2 separate regions of the Sus scrofa genome follow, and region 1 is linked to region 2. The links are chromatin contacts, called in public Hi-C maps. All regions are on one chromosome and are shown on one strand. Each heading gives the region's core, a stretch centred on a gene start, on an enhancer-like site or on the middle of the called end of the contact. The rest is flanking DNA. Distances are from core to core; before and after follow the strand shown.

Evidence for each region. Hi-C and Micro-C count contacts between places; a contact is called where the count stands out from the background.
Region 1: a Hi-C map of alveolar macrophages shows a contact between it and region 2, with 2.8 times the contacts expected there. The contact joins the promoter of RTN4RL1 here to the enhancer-like site in region 2. A contact is called at or near these places in 2 of 5 promoter capture datasets (fetal skeletal muscle and liver), 3 of 47 Hi-C or Micro-C datasets (alveolar macrophages, embryonic fibroblasts and epiblast stem cells) and 1 of 2 datasets of contacts at active chromatin or transcription factors (alveolar macrophages).

What each region holds. Positions count from the first base shown.
Region 1 is chr12:48,144,894-48,148,572 of Sscrofa11.1, forward strand. RTN4RL1 (reticulon-4 receptor-like 1) reads right to left here and starts at 1,416. Exons shown (of 2, transcript XM_021067605.1): 1 at 955-1,416. DPH1 (2-(3-amino-3-carboxypropyl)histidine synthase subunit 1) reads left to right here and starts at 1,471. Exons shown (of 13, transcript XM_021067606.1): 1 at 1,471-1,602. The coding sequence starts at 1,539.
Region 2 is chr12:47,802,371-47,806,247 of Sscrofa11.1, forward strand. SLC43A2 (large neutral amino acids transporter small subunit 4) reads right to left here. Exons shown (of 15, transcript XM_013990000.2): 9 at 3,845-3,877; 10 at 1,739-1,750; 11 at 991-1,129. Among named protein-coding and RNA genes, the nearest start is that of PITPNA, 19 kb to the left of the region's middle. Within about 2 kb of position 1,986, at least 68 of the 83 cell types and tissues checked have an H3K27ac peak or open chromatin away from gene starts, as enhancers often do. A contact at or near this core is called in alveolar macrophages, embryonic fibroblasts, epiblast stem cells and 2 more, where this site is marked.

The sequences.
Region 1 (3,679 bases), core at 166-2,665, 340 kb after region 2:
GGGGGTCAGGGCAACTCATTCAGAACAGAGGCTGTGGGGCAATGTTATGAGGATGGGGGCCTTCTATCATTAACAGGCTCCACCTCTGCCTAGGGAAAGGCCCTAAGGGGTTCGGGGCCTGCTAAGGAGAAGCCGCTACTCTGCTGGAGCCAATCTTTCCCTCTTGGAACACACAGCTGCAGCCAGAGCGACAACTGTCCACAGGCTGGGCCTTAGGGTCCTGAATGGGGAGAGACTCGACTCAGATTGTTCCTGGAATTGAGATCCTGCACCCTGGTCCAGAGAACCTGGAGGAAATGGGAAAGTCCAGGCTGGACTCTTGTCAAGGTGACAGGGTGTTCCTTGGACCCATGTTGGCTACATTCCTGTCCAAAGCTGTGATTGTCCTAAGAGCATCAGTTGGTGGTCTGAGAGGCAGAGCACTGACCCCTTCTGGTCCTCCCCTTGGCTGCTCATTCCCAGCCTGCTCAGCCAGCCCTCCTCTCTGGGCAGCCTCCCAGGCAGGGCCTGTCCCTGGCTGCTTGTTTTTCACTTCTCCCTGCACCTTAATTAGGAGTTTCCAAGCAGGGAGGGCCTCCAGGGGAGCCTGAGGCCAGAGAGCTGCCTTAAAGGGCCAGATGTGCTCACACAGAGCAGAGAAAAAGATGGTGTGCCAGAGGGCTGGGTGGGCAAACAGCCCTGGGGGAACCTTGCTCTAGGGGGCAGACCTTGCTGCAAGCCAGTCCTGCAGGTACCCTGCTCCTCCAAAGGCCAAGTCTGTCTCGCTGGCTGTTCTGACTTCTCTTTGGGATCCCAGGAGCTCAGGCCCCTGATCAGGAGAAAGGCTACCAAGGCCTGAGAGGCAGCCTAGGCAGGGCAAACACTGGCCAGAATCTGGAAGGTTTAGGCAGTTGAGACCTTGGACTTCTGAACCCTCCCGGGAAAGCACCCTCAGGCCGGGGCGGGGGGTCTTACCCTGGTAGCAGTTTTTCACACGTGAACCTTTCACTCTGTGGGTTCTAAGGTGTAAGGAGCACCCCGGCGCTCCGGAAATCGGCACCAAGCTTCAACTTGGAACTGGCCCGGTGGCCGGTGAGTTCTGTCCTGTCCAGTCAGTGGGGTCCTCAGAGGCTGGGAATGCGCCCCTACCCACCGCCACCAGGGCCCATAACCGAGGAGACACGGAGGAGAGCTGAAGGAAGACCTGGTGGTATCCCCATTCACAAGACTCTGTCCGCAGAACTGGGCCAAAAAGTTGGCAAATAGAGGGGCACCATTCCGGGAGAGCCAGTTTCGGGCTGCCGGGAAGGAAGGGGAGGTGGGACAGAGTCGCCGAGAGCACGCAACAGCGGTGGTCGGGGACCACTAGGGGCTCCGGAGAGTCACGACCTTCGGAGCTGAGGCAGGGGCCCACTCTAGCCACGCCCCTATCTTTCTCCTTCACGGTCCCCGCCTCCCAAATCCCCGCCCGTCGCTGGCCGATCGGCGATCGATCGCGCTTGTCTGCGCTCTCAGCGTTCTTCTAGTGCTGTCTTTCTGGTCCCAACGTGGGCCAGGTGATGATGGCGGCGCTAGTTGCGGCCGAGGCCACAGAGCCCCGCGGCCGAAACGGCCCGGGCAGAGGTGGGTACTACACGGGTGCGGCCTCTGGACCTCGCATCTTGGCATAGGGTCCCCAAGTCAGGGACAGGACCAGCCCCCTTTAACGGCAGCGGCGCCTTTCTGCGCCAGACTCAGAAGGCCTCGCGGTCACTTCCTTCGGGCTGCTGTCGCTGGAGCCCAGGGGGACCGGCCCTTCTTTTGTAGCCGTAAGGCATGGTCAGGAGCAGCCCCTCCTAGGAGCTCGTAGTCCTCAAGCCGTAAACGCTGCCTCCCTGCCTTGGCGGGCAGACAGACGCTTGTAGACTCACGGATAGGACGGACCTGACAGGGAGGGAGGGAGCCAGGCATTCCCCTAGCGTGCCCTCGGAGAATGCTTCAGGGAAGAGGCGCAAGGTTTCATTCACCCGACCCTTGCAGCTGGCCTGTGCTAGGTGTATGGACTTGACTGCAGCCCTACCCTCAGGGATCTCTCGCAGTCTACGGAAGAATACTAACGTAAGCAGAAGGTTACAGCCAAGTGATAAAGGAGGAGGCGCCTACTGGCCCTTGGGACGAATTGAGCTGCTAGAATTAGCAGCTCCCACACCCCAGCAACACAAGGGACTTGAGCCTGTCAGAGGAGCTTCTGTGAGGGGCAGGAGTAGAGACACCGGCCCTTTGAGACAACTGAACAAAAATCATAGCAGTGGTAACCTTTAAATCTGGACTTAGAGTTCTAGCCTGCCATTCTAGTTCTCCACTGAACCATCACTACCACCACCCTTGCACCCACCCACCCCAGCCCCGGGCTGAAGTGTCAGGTCTGGCAGAATCCCTGGCAGAAGTTTAGGCATATAGTGCAGGCTCAATAAATAATTCGCTGAGGAGTTCCGTCGTGGTGCAGTGGTTAACGAATCCGACTAGGAACCATGAGGTTGCGGGTTCGAGCCCTGCCCTTGTTCAGTGGGTTAAGGATCCGGCGTTGCCGTGAGCTGTGGTGTAGTTCGAAGACAGGGCTTGGAGCCCGCGTTGCTGTGGCTGTGGCGTAGGACGGCGGCTGTAGTTCCGATTAGACCTCTAGCCTGGGAACCTCTATATGCCGCGGTTGCGGCCCTAGAAAAGGCAAAAAGACAAAATAAATAAATAAATAATAATAATAATAATAATAATTCGCTGAATAAATTCATTTCTCGCCTTGTCACATTCTAGAGCTGTCTGGTGCCTAAAGAGAGAACTGGGGATTGGGCTAAACTGAATTATGGGTAGTAGGATGCTGATTGAGGGCTGCAGCCTTGCTAAAGGTCTACAGTGTTTTTTTCTTTAATCAACGGATTGTCATTGTTTGGGTACCTGCATTTGTTCCCACTAGACTACTAGCCACTAATGGGCTGTCCTTTCCTGTTTGCCCATAGTTCTGACTAGCGTATATTCTCTCCATCTTTACTGGGGTGGGAGGTGGAGTAGAACCTTGGGACTTGGGGACTTATGTCAGTTAATTGTATAGTGTTTACTTCCCTTTTAAATGAGAGGGAACTATGTCTAGTCACTTAGGATGGAGCATGAGAATGTGAGAAAATAGAATGTGTACATGTATGTGTACATGTAACTGGGTCACCATGCTGTACAGTAGAAAAAAAAATTGTAAAAAAAAAGTGGAAGTATAAAAAGTTTTTTTTTGTCTTTTTGTCTGACTGACTGAGCTGTTGCATCACCATCCAAGTTTAAGGCCCAGATCCCCGATGTCAAAGGGACTGGTCAGGCCTTCTTTCCCACTGAGATTTCATCCTGAAGTTGGAAAGACAGGCATGCACCCATGCCATACAGAGGTTCCCAGGCTAGTGGTCCAATTGGAGCTGTAGCCGCCAACCTACGCCACAGCCACAGCAATTTGGGATCCGAGCCGCGTCTGCAACCTACACCACAGCTCACAGCAACACCGGATCCTTAACCCACTGAGCAAGGCCAGGGATCGAACTCGCAACCTCCTGGTTCTTAGTCAGATTCGTTAACCACTGAGCCACAATGGGAAGTCCTAAATAGTTAATAAATATATTAGAAAGCAAATAAATAAATAAATGAGAGGGAATTAAGCAGTGTAGACATGGTCAATTGGACTCAA
Region 2 (3,877 bases), core at 736-3,235:
CATGGAAGATGGCATTTAACTCATCCTCTGATCTTAGAGCCCAACCCTTCTGTAACCAGGGCTCCGGTGCCTTTTTTTTTGTTGTTCACGATCATGAACAAATCAATTAACACTTATTAAGGTTATAGCAGTTACACTCACACCCAGGGAGCAGACCCTGCAGGCAAACAGCTATTTGACTAAGGATCTGAGCTCTGTTTTTTGGTTTTTCCTGCTTTTTAGGGCTGAACCCATGGCATATGGAAGTTCCCAGGCTAGGGGTCGAATCAGGCCTAAAGCTGCCAGCCTACACCACAGCCAGAGCAACTCGGGATCCAAGCCGAATCGGTGACCTACACCAAGGCTCAAGGCAATGCTGAATCCATAACCCACTGAGTGAGGGATCGAACCCACAACCTCATGGATGGTAGTTGGATTCGCTTCCGCTGCAGCACCAGGGGACTCCCGCGCGAGGTCTTAAAAGCAGAAGAGTCTGACAGCCGGGGTCTGCACAGACCTTTCTCTGGCTTCTCCCCTTCTCCCTTCACCCTGGTGCTTCCCCAGCTTTCACATACCCAAGACGTGCCATACAGAAGTGACAAACCAAAGCGTGCGCTCCGCTGAGCCAGCGCCAGAGCAGCTCTGAGCACAGCCCTCTCGCTGCTCCTGCTGACTTTTTTTTAGGGCCACTCCCGCGGCATATGGAGGTTCCCAGGCCAGGGGTCGAATTGGAGCTGTAGCTGCCGGCCTATGGCAGAGCCACAGCAATGCAGGATCCGAGCCAAGTCTGTGACCTACGCCACAGCTCACGGCAACTCCGGATCCTTAACCCACGGAGCGAGGCCAGGCATTGAACCCGCAACCTCATGGAGCCTAGTTGGGTTTGTTAACCGCTGAGCCACGACAGGAACTCTTCCTGCTCCCTTTAAAACCTGCCATCAAGCCTGCTGCTGCCTCACACCCTACCCGGTGGGCTTCCCCTTGGGGGCCGGGGCGGCCCTGCCTACGCACTGGTTGGGGTCTTTCTCCTCGGGCTCCTCAGAGGCGTCTTCACACTCCTTCAGCCTCCAGTCCATGATGTAGCCGATGACAGGGGCCGTGAGCAGGCAGAGCAGCTGGAGCACCCCAAAGATGGAGGTGTAGAGGCCCACTGAGGGAAAAGACAGCCTGTGTCACGGGGGCGCGGGAGCTGCGGGGAGAGGCTGGGGCGCGCGCTGGGCCGAGTCCGCGACCCCCAAGCCCTGCCCGGGTCTTCCCCAGACCCCCTCTGATCCCTGTGGGTCACGAGGGCAGCCCGGAGAGCTTAACCTCTGAAATCAAAGCCAGAGCAAGGGGCAGGCCACCGTCTTCTTTGCTCCAACCCCCTCGCCTATTTCTAAGAAACAGCTAAAGAAATCCAGAATGTCACAACAGCCACCCCCAGAAGCCCCAGGAAGTCTCTGCGACTTGGGAACCACAAAATTACCAAGGACTGGGACAGAGGCTTTGTGTGTGACTGGCCATTAGTTTTCTGCCTCTAGAAACACACCAGGGAGGCACCACCCACAGGGCTCTGACGTCAGGGCTTCCATCTTCAAAGAGCCTTAAGTTACGATGGGATTTTCTCATGCAAATAAAAGCTGAAAGCTGGCGCCCCACCCCCACCCCCCAGTTCTGGCCACTAGGGCAGGGCGGGCGGTCTGGAGTTCAAGGAGAGGCAGTAGAACAGACTGGCTGGGAGGGGATGCTGTGTGCTCCCCAACAAGGCCCTCGGGCTTACCGGTAGCCATCACTGCACCAAGAAAGCAAAAGTGAAAAAGCAGAGAGGAGGGGGTTAGCAGCAGAAACGTCCAAGGCTGTGACGGAGTTGGGGCACCGGGACAGGCTAGCTCTGGGCCCAGGGCACAAGCTATTTCCCAGCGAGCCCCGATGCTCAGTGCACTGGGGGAGGCCGAGCTTGAGCCAGGCTTCTGGGAGTGGAGGCGGGAGAGGACCCGGCAGGGGTGTGTGCTGACGTCTTCCTGTCTGCTGGGGCCTCAGTCATGTGCAGCTGGTGCCTTGTCACAGGCGGGCTGGTGAATCAGGCCCGGGGTGCTTGCCGGGGACCGTGATGGGGAAGTGGCGTGGGCGCAGAAGACCTGGCAGAAGCAGGGCCGTGTGTGTGTGTGTGTGTGTGTGTGTGTGTGTGTGTGTGTGTGTGTGTGTGTGTGGTCAGCACAACTGCTCACAGGAGCAGGATGGGGAAAACCGATGCCGTGTCAGCTGTGGACCAAATTTCCTGGCCCAACTTCCTCTACTTGAAATTAACTTTTTTAAAGTGGGAAACAATTGGAAAAAATGCCTCTTGGGCAGCAAACGATTTCTCAGAGTAAAAGGCCCTGACTCAGCAGCAGGGAAATTTGCCTTCCAAGGGCCAGTGAGGGCCTTTCTGTGTTCAGCGGGCTCTCCACCTCTCTAGGCCTGAGGGTTTTTACAACAGGGGCCATTTAGACATGATAGACCGGCTTTCCCCTAAGTGTGGGGCACAGATTTTAACGAATGGTACATAATAGCAGGGTTCCTGGGTCCAAATTTAGGAAAAGATCATCGTACAAAACAAAGCTAAACCAGCAAACAAAAAACCAAAGCTCAATAGGTTATTTTTTTCCCTCTCTTCCTGTTTGCTACACATTTTTGCAAAGACACGTGATAGGGTTTCCCCATGTTGTCTTGGGTCCAATCCCCATTTTCAGCACAGAACCAGCACTGTCTGTGCTCCTTTGTCATCTTTCCGTTTGGTTAAGGCTGGGTTTCTTATTCTTTGTAAAAACTGTGTTTGAGGAGTTCCCGCTGTGGTATAATGGGATTGGCAGTGTCTCGGGAGGGCTGAGACTCGGATTCGATCCCTGGCCCCGCACAGTGGGTTAAGGATCTGGTGTTGTCACAGCTGCAGCTCAGGTCTCAACTGCAGCTCGGATCTGATCCCTGGCCTGGGAGCTCCGTACACCGCAGGGCAGCCAAAAAAGACAAAAAAAAAAAAAAAAAAAAAAAAAAACGACTTGATTCTTAGGATATCTCCCCATGGGGAAAACAATTCAACCAACCAAAAGCTGCACACCCATGAGACTGCCAATAAAAAGGATTTCCAGAATGTGTTTGTCCCGCTCAGGGATGACTAAAGCTGACTCAGCTCAGGCCCTGAGGAAGTACCGACTTTCTTTGTAGAATCAAAACCTCTAATCAGCTGAGGACCTTCTGTGCTCTTTTGGGAAAGTGGCATGTGAGTTATCAGTTCTGTTTACCAGAAGTAGCAAGCCTGGACTGGATTACACACACACAGACACACACACACACACACACACACACACACGCACACGCTCACATGAGGAAGGCTGCCCTGGCCTTGCTTCCCAGTTCAGAGCACAGATCCCAGGGCAGGCCCAGGTGCCCCAGGCTCCAGCTGCAGCTGCCGGGCCCCCACCTCGGCCCCCAGCCCCTCCACGCACCGCCCCTGCGGTTTCCCGGAGGATTCCTGGCGTGGGGTTGGCCTGATCGGCTTTCAACAAGCTCTCAGGTGGAGACCGCGTTCTGGGCAGCGTTTTCATTTACAAACACCACGTCAGCCGTCCCCTCCAGCAACGAAAAACACTGTTCCGCCCAAACGCAGGCAGTTATTTGAGTCCTCCCTCCCGCCTCAACCGGGAAACTCTGCAAGAACACTTGGGGCGGCTGTGATGACGCGGCTCTGACAGTCAGGCCCTTGGAGCCTGCCCTCTCCCGGCCCAGCCCGACACCCTCCAGCCGGCCGGGCAGCGGGCTTGACCTCAGGCGGGAGGGAGGGACCAGCCCTCCCGGGGGCGGGGGGGGCTCTCCCGGGGGCGGCACAACGGGGCCCGGGGCCACCTACCGATCTCCTGGTCGCCTTTGACCAGGAACTTGA